Linked DNA regions of Rattus norvegicus: region 1 is linked to region 2. Evidence: chromatin contacts called from public Hi-C data. All regions are on one chromosome and are shown on one strand. Each heading gives the region's core, a stretch centred on a gene start, on an enhancer-like site or on the middle of the called end of the contact. The rest is flanking DNA. Distances are from core to core; before and after follow the strand shown. Region 1 holds the start of Iqgap1 (IQ motif containing GTPase activating protein 1). Region 2 overlaps Iqgap1 (IQ motif containing GTPase activating protein 1).

What was found. Hi-C and Micro-C count contacts between places; a contact is called where the count stands out from the background.
Region 1: a contact with region 2 is called in a Hi-C map of psoas muscle, with 1.5 times the contacts expected there. The contact joins the promoter of Iqgap1 here to the enhancer-like site in region 2. A contact is called at or near these places in 5 of 12 Hi-C or Micro-C datasets (the Rat2 cell line, Schwann cells, frontal cortex and 2 more).

What each region holds. Positions count from the first base shown.
Region 1 is chr1:144,175,446-144,181,736 of GRCr8, reverse strand. It overlaps Iqgap1 (IQ motif containing GTPase activating protein 1), which reads left to right and starts at 2,784. Exons shown (of 38, transcript NM_001108489.1): 1 at 2,784-2,937; 2 at 5,676-5,775. The coding sequence starts at 2,883.
Region 2 is chr1:144,137,164-144,143,953 of GRCr8, reverse strand. Iqgap1 (IQ motif containing GTPase activating protein 1) reads left to right here. Exons shown (of 38, transcript NM_001108489.1): 5 at 1,147-1,223; 6 at 3,989-4,056; 7 at 5,637-5,750; 8 at 6,251-6,429; 9 at 6,788-6,790. Among named protein-coding and RNA genes, the nearest start is that of Iqgap1, 38 kb to the left of the region's middle. Within about 2 kb of position 2,348, at least 19 of the 93 cell types and tissues checked have an H3K27ac peak or open chromatin away from gene starts, as enhancers often do.

The DNA of each region.
Region 1 (6,291 bases), core at 1,535-4,034, 37 kb before region 2:
AACCCAACGAAAGCAAACCAAACCATGCTGACCTTCTCCAAAGGATGAATCGTGTAAGTTGAATTTAAAGGCCAGAGAAAGGTTCACTGGGTTGTATGGCTGAACCTATAGTTCTAACTGCACAGGAACCTAGGGGAGAGGGTTGATTGAGCTCAGGAATTCCAGGCAAGCTTAGTTAGCATACCTAGATTCCATCTTTAAAAATTAATAAAAGTACCCCAGCCCCCACACATATACTCAAACCCACAAAACAGAATAGGAAAAAGCCTGGAAAAAAAAAGACTTAGTCATAATAAACCTTCACATATTTGTGTGTGTGTCGCTCTCGATGGAACTAGGGCCTCATGCATGCTAGGCAGGTGTTTTGCCTCTGAGTTTTATCCCCTGCCCTCTTATAGGTTTTTCCTACTTATTTAAAGACAGGATCTTGTACTCACCTGCCTATCCCAGGTTTTGACTTTGCAATGAGATCTCCTGCCTCTACCCCAAGAGTACTAAGGTGACTGTTATGGTCCAGCGCCATTGTGATGTATCTTCTTCCTTTAGTAGTTCATGGCTGAGGGTGTAGCTTAGTGGCAGAGTGATTGACTAGCAGATGTCAGAGCATGGGGTATATCCTAAACACCATATAAAGAAAGTTTTTAAAATGTATTTTTAGGGCTGGAGAGATGGCTCACTGGTTAAGAACACTGACTCTTCTTCCAGAGGTCCTGAGTTCAATTCCCAGCAACCACATGGTGGCTCACAACCATCTGTAATGAGATCTGACACCCTCTTCTGGTGTGTCTGAAGACAGCTATAGTGTACTCACATAAAATAATAAGTAAATCTTTTTTTAAAGTGTATTTTTAAATTTTTATTTGTCTTGACACAGGGTCTCTCTACATAGCTTTGACTGTCCAGGAACTCACTATGTAGGCCAGGATGGCCTTGAACTCACAGAGATCTGTCTGCCATTACTTCCTGGGTGCTGGGATTAAAGTTGTGCCCCAACATGCCCAACTAAGAAGAAAGTTTGTAAGGAAAGAATGAGTAAATTGAAAATGGCTGGAACAAAGAGCCTGAAATTGGGTTGTAAAGGTGCTCGCCTGGTATGTTAAATAAGGCACACAAAGCAAACTGTGAAGGGAGTAATAGGGAAAACATATCTGTGACAAGAACTCTGAAGCTGGGCATGGTGGCACATGCTTTTAGTCCCGGCACTCAGGAGGCAGAGACAGGTGAATCTCCAAGTGTAGTCTTGCCTCTTTAGTGGGTTCCAGGACAGCCAGAACTACATAGTGAAACTTGTCCCCCCCACCCCACCCTCCAACACACACAAAGAACTCTGTGCTTTTAAACAACTTGCTGGTAATCATGATCATCTGGTTGGCAGAAGTGAGAACAGGATTATGATAATCAAAATAGTGTAATTACAGGCAGGGACAGAAACAAAACTAGATGCTTCAGAAATAGAGGTGAAGGGGCTGGAGAGATGGCTCAGCAGTTAAGAGCACTGTCTGCTCTTCCAGAAGACCTGAGTTCAATTCCCAGCAACCACATGGTGGCTCACAACCATCTGTAATGGGATCTGATGCCCTCATCTGGTGTGTCCGAAGACAGCTACAGTGTACTTATATATAATTAAAAAAAAAAAAAAAAGGTGAAGCAAACCTGGGGTGTGTGTGACTGGTGATTGAACACTTATAGAGAGTGAAGCAGGAACAGGACCAACGTTTGACAGTTTTTAGTGTCTGTGGGAGATGCAAAAGTGCACATTAGATGGTTTGAACCTACTGAGGGGCTTCTAGATTGTCTGGATTGTGAGTAGAAGCCATCAACTGTATATGGTGAGCGTAAGAGTCCTGAGAACGGGACTTTAACTTTTATTGTTTTTTTTTTTAACTTTTTGGAGGCAGTGTCTCACTCTGTAATCTAGGCTGGGGATTACAAGGGCAGGGATTGGGGATTTAGCTCAGTGGTAGAGCGCTTGCCTAGCAAGCACAAGGCCCTGGGTTCGGTCCCCAGCTCCGAAAAAAAGAAAAGAAAAAAAAAAAAAAAAGATTACAAGGGCAAAGGAAATCCTTAATAGGTTCAAGATACCCCGTAAGAACTTGCAAAGAAGAGTACAGATTGTAAAGAGGCGATAAATAGCTCTTCTGATTGAGCATCTTCATCCCCCAATTTAAGAGAATGAGCAGTTCTACGCTTTAGCACTGCTGGGGAGAACAGAGGCCAGATTGACATAATATGGCAGAGTAGGGATGGGAGTCTTTCCTGACAGTGGGTCCCACTTGCGTCCAATAACACCCTGGGCCACCTGAAACGGCTCCTTTAAAGAGCCGCGGTACAGGGGTTGGGGATTTAGCTCAGCGGTAGAGCGCTTGCCTAGCAAGTGCAAGGCCCTGGGTTCGGTCCCCAGCTCCAAAAAAAAAAAAAAAAAAAAAAAAAAAAAGAGCCGCGGTACAGAGCGGGTTAACTCAGCTGTCAAGGAAAGGCAGGCGCCGAAAAAAGTTTGGATTTCAAAGCTGTAGACATTGGCGGCTTTTCAGTCTGAGCCGTAGATAGGGTGAAGGCGGGGAAGTGTCGGGACAACCGACCAAGCGGGCCTGGGGACTGCTACAGCGCCCCGCCTCTTCGCTTCCGCAAGTGGAGAGCTAAGCTAGCAGGGGCGGGTCCTATAAAAGTGACCACGCCCCTTCCGCTCGCTCTGGGGAGCGCAGCTGGGCGTGGACTCAAGGGCGGGGTCTGCGGGGCGGGACCTGCAGGGTGGGGCTGATGGCGCGGGGCGGGGCCTTGAGGACAGCGACAGCCCGCGCACTGGGCAGGAGTTGCTGCTGCTACGGTCGCCCGCGTCTTCAAGGTCTCTGCTCTTCCTCACCGGAGACCGGGACTCGGCCGCCATGTCCGCCGCGGAGGAGGTCGATGGCCTGGGTGTGGTCCGGCCGCACTATGGCTGTGAGTACGGGGTATTTGGGGGTGCGAGGGCGAGGTTTTCCCAGGGGCTCAGCGGAGCGGGTGCGCGGGGTGGCTTGGGACCGCACAGACCCGGAAGAGCAGCCGGCTGTATGGCTGGTAGCAAGGTTGGCGTCTGAGCCCTCTCGAGCTCCGGAGGCGGCGGGTAGAAACCTGGAGGCCTCAGCCTTCGCTAGGCGCCGCGGCAGGGGAGCCCCACCCAGAGCCTCCACCGGTTAGTTCTACTGAGATTGGGGAAGACGGCCTAGGGTGAGGTGGCAGGAGGACTGACTGTGCAGGGCGTGTCCTGGGCACTGGACCCAGGGGTTCTGCTCGGGCGTGGTGGGAAGGTGCTGCCCGGATTGCTGCCTGCGAGGGTGATCCGGGGCGCAGACCCGCTCAGCCTTAGGCTAGCTGCGAGGCGCAGTTTTAGGCAGGCAGCTTACACTCTCCTGCTGGGTTCTCTCTTCAGCAATTCAAAAGTAAAATTAAAACATAAGCACACCGAAATCGCCCCCGCTCCACTTCCTCATTTTCTGTAGCCATCCCTGCAACATTGGTGAATTAACCAGCTGTACGTGGGATTGAAGTTACAAGAGGATCCCTCTGATTCTCGGGTTTAGATTTTATGTTTTGAGGAAAGTGTTTTCTTAAAGGATACTTTAACACATCCAGGTATGCATTAGATAGTGTTATAATGTGTGCCACGTTTGTGAAATAAGGGATGAAAAAGATCAAGCAGTGCCTTCAGAAACTGTCAGAGAAAGAGACAGGTGTACAGACGATTGATAATAAAATCAGTGGGGTTGGGAGTTTAGCCCAGTGGTAGAGTGCTTGCCTAGCAAGTGCAAGTCCTCAGCTCCAAGAAAAAAAATTGGGTGCAATAAAGATAAACGACGCATGAACTAACTAGGTATAAAGAGTAATGGGGGTGAAGAGAAGGGACTTGAGGCCGTGGGAACACAGGTGCTGACTTTTTTTTTTTTTTCCCGGAGCTGGGGACCGAACCCAGGGCCTTGTGCTTGCTAGGCAAGCGCTCTACCACTGAGCTTAATCCCCAACCCCCAGGTGCTGACTTCTGAACAGAGGGTTGAAGGATACAGTGTGGGGCAGGGTGTGCAAGAACACGACAAACTAAATGTGGTACTGGAGAATATAGGGTTACTGTGTGTGGGAACACATAGTGTCGTGGCAGGGCAGAGGTGGGATGGAAAGGGGGAGGAGAAGGGTAAGGAGCAGCCCACGCTAGCATGAGAATAGCTTTATAGTCTTCCCAAGGAGTTAGGAATTCCCTCGACCCTAGGGATGGCTGTGGAGGAGGCTGATGGCTGCAACACTTGGAGACAGGTGGGCGGAAAGGGCCCTTTATTAGCCCTGGGGCTGAGTTCATCCTACCTCAGTTTCCTCTTCTGTCGAGTAGTGGTAATCACAGGATTGTTCTGGGCTAGAGTGGGAGAAAGTGTGTAAATTGCTTAGTCCGGGAGTTGCAGGCTTCCATTGTCAATAGATGGGAAGGCATGATGCCCTCTATCTTAATTCTGACTCACAAGGACAGACGTAGTTGATACTTCTTGAAGCTACAAGAAAAGGTAGTACATATATTTAAAACATTTAGAAATTTGGTTCCTTGAGAATTTTTAACATAAAAAATGAAAATGATTATATCTATCTCCTATCCCTCCCCTCCAATGATTTATCTGAGATTGTATCTCACTGTATAATTCTAGCTGACCTCAACTTGCTGTTTAAGACAAGTCTGGCCTTGGACTCAGAAGTCTGCCTGCCTCTGCCTTCCAAGTGCTGGGATTACAGGCTTGTGCTATTACACCTGCATCTTTTTCTTTAAGAAAAAAAAAAAATTATGGGGGCTGGAGAGATGGCTCAGTGGTTAAGAGCACTGACTGCTCTTCCAGAGGTCCTGAGTTCAATCCCCAGCAACCACGTGGTGGCTCACAACCATCTGTAATAGGGTCCAATGCCCTTTTCTGGTGAGTCTGAAGAAAGCAACAGTGCACTCATATGAATAAAATAAATAAATACATCTTAAAAAATAATTTATGTGTTTGGGTGATTTGCCAACATGCATAATGTCTGTGCACTATGTGTGTACCTGGTGCCTGCAGAGGCCAGAAGAGAATGTCGGGTCCCCTGAAACTGGAGTTATAGCTCATTGTGGGTACTGGGAATTGAACCTAGATCCTCTGTAAGAACAGCCAGTCCTCTTAACTGTTGAGCCATCTCTCCACCCCCTAGGCTCTCTAAAGTAAAAAAAAAAACAAAAAAAACAAAAACAACAACAACAAAAAAAACCCACTAAGTCAAACTAGTGCTGCCCCTATGTGCATGAATGTCTTGACTGTCCATCGGAGCATGGGCAGCTTACCAGTGACCTGACTCCCATATGATGCATAAAACATGATTTTATATGCATGAGTGCATGCATAGACATGTGCACAACATATATACCCGGTGACCTGGGAGGTCAGAAACGGCATTGGCTCCTCTTGAACTAGAATTACAGATGCTTGTGAGTGGCCATGTAGGTGCTAGAAACCCTGGTCAACAAGTGCTCTTAACTGCTGACACGTTTCTACAGCCCCTTACCATATATATATGATATGTATATCATATATATAGAGAGATATATACATATATCTATATCTATCTATGGCTGTGGCTCTCATTTATTTCTGAGGAGAGTCACAGTGCTTGGCGTTTACACTCTTTCCTTCTTGTTTTAGCTGTCCTGGATAATGAGAGACTCACGGCAGAGGAGATGGATGAGAGGAGGCGACAGAACGTGGCCTATGAGTACCTTTGTCATTTGGAAGAAGCAAAGAGGTACAGATGGACTAATTGGAGAGTTGACTGGGAGAAGGAACCGATGTTGTATGCTTTAAAAAAGATTGGCTTTTATTTATGTGTATGCTTTTTGGAACCCGTGTATGGCTGCCCGAGGAGTTAGAAGGTGTTAGATCTTCCTGGAGCTGGAGTTACAGATGTGGCTGGCAACCCAGCTCTGGTCCTTCGAAAGAGCGGCAAGTGTTCCTAACTGCCGAGCCATCCGTCTAGCCAGCCTCTGCAGATAGCACTTTGTGTGCATTATACTTTAGGTAAGAGTGTTGGAGGCTGGTCGTTGAGAGGATAAGTAGGAGAAGTGTAGAGTGTCTATTCATGGGAACAAGTGGGCCATGGTGGTTTATGATGAAACACTGTGTCCAACACTTGTGCATACTGAAAAGGTTTCCAGCTTTGTAGTTTTCCGCTTTTCTTCTGTTTATAGTGGTTGTTTTGGGTACTGCCAGCTGTCTGTTAGAGATAACGATTTAAAGTTATGGTTTGATGTTCTTGATCCTA
Region 2 (6,790 bases), core at 1,099-3,598:
TTCCCTGTGGAGCCCAGGTTTTTATAATAGAAAAAGAAGAGGGCTACAAGTGAGCTCTGGAGTGTCACCAAGTGTCACCATCGTGTGGTGACCAGTCTCCAGTGTTAACTACTGTGTTGAGCTCTTTATTACACATGGGTCTGTTGAGCTGACTCAAATGTGGATCTGCTTCTGTGTGAGAGGCCAGCTTTCGTCCCCACTTCCTCAGAGCAGCTGCTGAAGTGCTCTTCTCTGTCAAGGGTACGTCCCACAAATGTCAGGAAGTGATTGCGCCAAGTTACTATGGTTACCTGGCCGTTCTGTGTACCTATACCTCCTGTTCCTGTTTTCTGTAATGTAAAATGCACGCTCATGTAAACTACTACACTGTACCTGTGACTTCCTGCCTTTCGTATAGTGTTGTCATCTATAAGTGATGACAATTTAGCATCCTTTAAACGGTATTTGAAGCGTGTTTGTGTTTGTGTTTCTAGGGGTCTTTTGTTGTGTTGTTTTGTAGTGGCACTAGGGAGGCCTTAGTGGCAGCTAGGCAAGTGCTCTACCCTCAGGCTGTGTCCTCAGCCTTCATTGGTTTGTATTTTGAGACGTTCTCATTGAGTTGCCCAGGCTGCCCTTCAGCTCATCCAGGCAAGCCTTGAACTTAGGGTTCTTCTGACTTAGTCTCAGAAGTTTGGAGATACCCTAACCTATCATCCAGTCCTTCCCCAAACTTTCTTCATTTATCTGAAATGCCTCTTTTATCCATCCACCATCACAACAACTCTGCGGCCCGCAGCTTGCTTCTCCTCAGCATGGCCTGGGTCCTGCCTCCTGTGCTGTGCGCTCTCTAAGCTCGGCTTTATCCTTCCCTCCACAGCTAGGGTACATCCTTGTCCCACTTGCCAGGTCCTCGCTTGTCTGGCTTTGAATTCGATAGCAATCGTCTGATTTCACCCTGCTTAACGACCTCGTTTTCTTTCCACTTTGGAATATGCTCTGTGCCTTGCAGAGAACTTGAGGCTCTGCTCACTCTCCTGAACACGAGCCTCACTGCTGTGTTCCCTGAAGATCTTTTCCTGAGCTCTGGTCTATCTTAGTAAAGGTCTTTATTCATTTCCAGATTCTTCTAACCAATCCATTTAGTCTACTTCTTTGATTTCTTCCTAGATTTTTTATCCAGAAACCACAGATATCTACGACCGGAAGAACATGCCAAGATGTATCTACTGTATCCACGCCCTCAGGTAACCAGGGCCTCTTAGCAGAACAAGTCACTTAAGGATAACTGCTCGGGCCAGTGGGTATTTTTTTTTTTTTTTTTTTTTGTCTGTGCTGTAAGAATGAAAGAGGTTTTACATCAACTTCAGGATTTTCAAGTGGAATAGAAGCTATTATCCTTACTGAAACACCTGTGTTTTTCTAGGGAACAGAGAGAAGGGATTGTTTATTTCCATAATATATTATTGTTGCAGAAACATGGTATAATCTTTCATTTTTTTTAATCTGGCGCCTCTCTGAATTCTGCATCTTAATCAGGGTGTGGTGTCCTTTCTCCAGTCAGCCATCTGGGGCCTTCCATTGTTATTTGTTCATTAAGTGATTGCTATACCAACACAAATATGATAGGAGGTAAAGCATAATTTCATGGAAAATGACTTAATTTCAGGTTCCCACTTCTTAGAATCATCAGGGTACTGAACTAGCAGGAGTCTGAAGGGAGGTGGGGAAAGGAAGAGGTACATTTTGGTAGCTGGGAATGGAAGTATATGCTAGCAGATTCCTTCATGGCTCTAGGACTGAGAAAGGTTGAGGAGGAAGTGGGATGTGAAGGTGACATTTGTTTGTTTGGATTCCCCTTGCTATATAGCGTGCGTGTGTGTGTGCGTGTGTGTGTGCGTGTGTGTGTGTGTGTGTGTGTGTGTGTGTGTGTGTGTGTGTGTACCTGTAAGAAGCCTTTTATCTCAAGTTAAGTCCAGGACCTCACACATGCTAAGCAAACCTTCTGCCACTGAGCTGCTCCATCTCGGGTCTTTTGTGAGACTTGGGCGAGACCCTTGGTATCACCCGCATCATTGTGAGCATGCAAAGAGTGACTGCAGGGAGCTCGTACATCTCTGTGTTAAGAGCATAACAAATTCATATGCTTGCGTCTGAGCCAAAGCCTGATTAATTCTCAGCATTGTGATTGGCGTGGTTTGCTGAGGTCTGTCCGTAGTGATAACCTTGTAAAGGCCATGCCTACAATGGCTGTCTGAACTTGGCAGGCACGGAGCCTAAGTTGACAGAATTCCTCTCTGCTCCCTCTGTAGCCTCTGATGTAGCTTGGGTCCCAAGCCCTCAGTTCTTTGAAACATAGATGAGGAGTTAGCTATGCCTTCCTGATGATGGGGTCAGGACAAAGGGAGGAAGCCTGCCATTGTTCTCCATTCCTCTTGCATATGCAGTAGGTGCTTAGAAAGCACACACAGAGCCGAGTGTTCTGACTTGGGAGTAATGCTTTCTTTCCTCTCATTTGTTGTTTTTCCTGAAAGGTAAGTTGGCAACCCTTGATAGTACGTAGGAAGAGGCTGTTAACTACTCGGGGCCTCAACAACAGCTCTCAGGACAGATTCCCACCTCATGACTTTGTATGTACCAGCAGTAATACAGAGCTCCCCGCAACCCCCAACTTTCAGTGCTAGAGTCTTACCCACACCTGGCCCAGGCAGGCAAGCGCTCTCTCTGCCACTGAGCTGTGCTCTCAGCACCTCCTGTTCCCAGAGCTTTACTGGCTCTGATCCACAGGCAGTTGCTGCACCGAGGCGGTGCTCAGTCGAGCTTTCCTTCCTTCCCCTAAGGTTTTACACGTCTGAGAACTGATGCTAGCTTGGTGTTAGAAGGATCAGTATTCTAGGTCATCCTGGCCTACATAGTGAGTTCCAGGCCGCCAGGACTGCACAGTGAGACCCCACCACCAACCACCACAAAGCAAACTGAAATAAAACCCCACTGATTTTGATGTTAAATAGGCCCATTATCCCTCACCTTACATTAAGAAAAATAAAAAACTTTCATGTTGTGAAAATTGAATTTAAGTTAGTGTGAGTTCATTTGTTGCTAAAACCTGGTAAGGACAACAGATTGTCTAGAATATTTATCCACAGGCACGGTTATTTTGGAAGATACTGGGGTTTATAATTATCTGAAAAACCGTGAAAGACCCTTTTAGATTTATTTGAAAATGATTTTGTTTTGCGAGTGCACAAGGGTGTGCATGTCAAGTTCAGGGCACAGCTTACAGGAATCAGTGGTTCTTCCATCAGTGGGTCCTGGGGATCGAACTCAGGTTTGATGGCCAGATGCCAGAGGCACCATCTAATATGCTTTGTTTGTTTGTTTCTGTGCCTTGCTGAGACACTGTAGAGTCCTCTGATCTCTTCTAATTCATTGATTCTGATCTGTTGGAGCTCCAGGATCAACCAAACAATATAGACTTGTAGACATTTCTCTCTGAAAGATGGGTTGGTGAGATTTGTCTTTCCCATCATCGAGTTTAGAGTCTAGAGGCTTTTTATTCTCTGAAGAACAAAGATAAATAAAATAGCATGTACTGTATTTTAACTCTTAGTTAACTGAACCGAGCTTCTGTGTCAGCGATAGCAACTCCACTGAGGCTAGAGCCGCTCGCTGTCTGCGTCATTTTCATGAGGCTTGTTTAATGTCTCATCACCTAAACATACAAGTATGCCTCACTTGTGCGAACATCGTGTTACTATAACACGATTTATATTAACACCAGCAGCTCAGCATATATTAACTTTGGGGCACAACTGGGACCTGAAGTTGTAGTCTAAGGGGAATCTTTCATCCTATTGTGCCTCTCACTGTGACACAAAGCATGCTGGGGTAACAGTCATGGCTGGGGGAGGGGGTGCGCTTCTCAGTGCTCCTTTTCCCAGGCTCCCCCCTCCACCTGAGCCACAGTTGCTGTGGCAGGAGGCCTCACTCTTTGCACATTGGTGTCTTCTAGTTTGTACCTGTTCAAACTGGGCCTGGCTCCTCAGATTCAAGACCTGTATGGAAAGGTTGACTTCACAGGTAAGGAGTTCCAGAGGCTTGTGGAAAATGTATGACTCATTTGGTAATCGCCTGGGAAGTTCAACAGTGCCTATCTTAAAGGAGAAGGCTCTAGAAAATGCTCCCACAAGGAAGTGGGAGGAACATAAATGAACTACCCTTTTAGTGTGGGAAGAGCATGGACCGGAGAATTGCAAACTGCTCTTTGGCTTATGTGAGGATGGCGGTAGAGTTCGTGTTCTTATACATATTTTTGTCTGTGTGTCAGTTGTTTGAGAATAGTGACATTAAGACTTAAGATGGTGGTATGTGGAGCTAACATTAAATGTGTACGGGTTGTTAAAAAAGCTTTATAACTAGCACCTGTTGGGGAAGAATTAAGGGGCAAGACTGGAGAATGAGTTGACTCAGAAACACGTTTAGTTATGTTAAAGTCTAAGCTTTCTTGTTCCATATTTCCTGTATATCGTAAGAACAATGAAATACCTTGTAGAGAGAAGCTTTGGAGACTGGAAATGGAGAGTCAGACAGTAGCAGGTGGCCTGGTGGAAGCCTGTACGTCAGAGACTGTATTGTGAGACTAGAGCCAGAAGACTTGGTGGGCCCAGGCTTTCTCTGAGAGCTAGTTGTGAGAATTAAAGGTTCTATGAGAATAGCCTCAATCCTTTTCCAAGAATGGCACCTCCCATGATCTAGGGGTTTTCCACTTAGATCTGCCTCTTTTTTTTTTTTTTTTTTTAAGACTTATTTATTTATCATATATAAGTACACTGTAGCTATCTTCAGACACACCAGAAGAGGGCATCAGATCTCATTACAGATGGTTGGGAGCCACCATGTGGTTGCTGGGATTTAAACTCAGGACCCCTGGAAGAGCACCCAGTGCTCTTAACCACTGGGCCATCTCTCCAGCCCTAGCCCCGCCTCTTAAAGGGCTCTACCTCTCAGAACCCCACAGTGTGGACTGAGCCTGTAACATGGGCCCTTGTGGGCTAGGCCACAGTCCAAGCCGTAGCATTTTGTGTGTCTGCTCTGGTCAGGTACTTGAAGGGATGGAGACCAGGAGGAAGATTGGACAGTGGTAACACTGGTCAGGAGTAAGGGTCAGATCTCTCAACTGGTGATTATTTTCTCAGCCGTGGAGTTTGAAATTGGTAGTATTTTATCTATAATATTTTTCCTTCCCGGAAACTCATTCACCAGACTCAGGGAAAAGGTCAAAGCCTCCATTATCATTTGGCTTTCTGCCCGGGAAAGGAAACTGAGTAGCAGCTAGTGGTTTGGATAATAGAGACTGAGATAGCAGATTGTGACTCAGTCACCCAGTTTACCTTAAAGCCTCCGATCATCAGCAGATTAGTGCAGGGAGGGCTGGAAGTACAGTTCTTAAAAACTATGGCCCCTGGGTCTTTTTGCCTTACAGTTATGTTTGATGCTATTGGTAATAGAAGGAGCAGATTTATTGACCACATGTCGTCTAGCAAGTACTAAGTGCCTACAGTATTTCCTTAATCCTTAATTGGAGGCAGAGGCCATTTTATCCCTTTGAATTATGAAAAGGTACTTACCTTGCTTGACTAGGTCTTCATTCTTCCCTGCAGAGGAAGAAATCAACAACATGAAGATTGAGCTTGAGAAGTACGGGATCCAGATGCCTGCCTTCAGCAAGATAGGGGGCATCCTGGCTAACGAGCTCTCGGTGGATGAGGCTGCATGTAAGGAGGGAGCTCTTCATAACTCAAGGTGGCTATGCTGTGCTGGGGTGGCAGGAGCAGCTCTGCTAGCAGCTTTGATCAATGGATAGTTTAGGCTAAAAGTAGATTATCCATTTTTATTAAAGACAATTTTATTAAACGCCCTGCATTTTGGTGCCTTTTAGGGATCTTTCTCTTATGGTATTTATTACACAGTTCAGGGTGAACATTTTTCTTAGCACATATACTTGGTCAGGGTATATTACGAATATTCAGTGTGGTGAAAATTCCAGTGGATTCTAGATGAACCACCTGCTGTGTGCAAAGGAGGAGATGGCCGGTGATGGAGGGACAGCCAGCCCTCCAGCCTTGCTTGTGATTTTTCTCTGGGCAAGGGGTCTACCATCTCTGTGATGGCTGGTCGCAATGTCCTTTTGTCTGTAGAGTGTGTACCCGTTACCACCTGTAGTCTCAGTGTGCTGTGTCTTGATTTAGTTTCTTTGTTTGTTTTTTTTTTTTAGTACACGCTGCTGTCATTGCTATTAATGAAGCTATTGATCACAGAGTTGCAGCTGACACGTTTACGGCTCTGAAAAACCCCAATGCCATGCTTGTCAATCTTGAAGAAGCGCTGGCTCCCACCTACCAGGATGTGCTTTACCAGGCCAAGCAGGACAAGATGACAAATGCTAAAAACAGGGTACAAGTGCAACATCTTTTTAATTGACTGTGTTCTTCCATGTTTGGTAAACCAGCCTGTGAACGCCATTTTATTGACATGTAACTCATGTGCAGTACAGTTGGTCCATTTTGAGTGCCCAGTTGAGTTGTCGCTCCTGGCTCTGCTCTGCACGAACCCCTTACTGTTTGTAATAAGGGGACCTGGGTCTTGTGTTTTTAGGTATAGCCATGTAACTTTGTCACTTCCAGAAGGTCTGACTCCATACTTAGACTTGTTCTTGGCTTTGTCGTGATGGTGGGTGGGAAGCAGCACACACAGACTTCTCCACGCTCTTCAGAGACCTGGGTTCATCTCTACTGTTTTTACTCATCCTCAGACG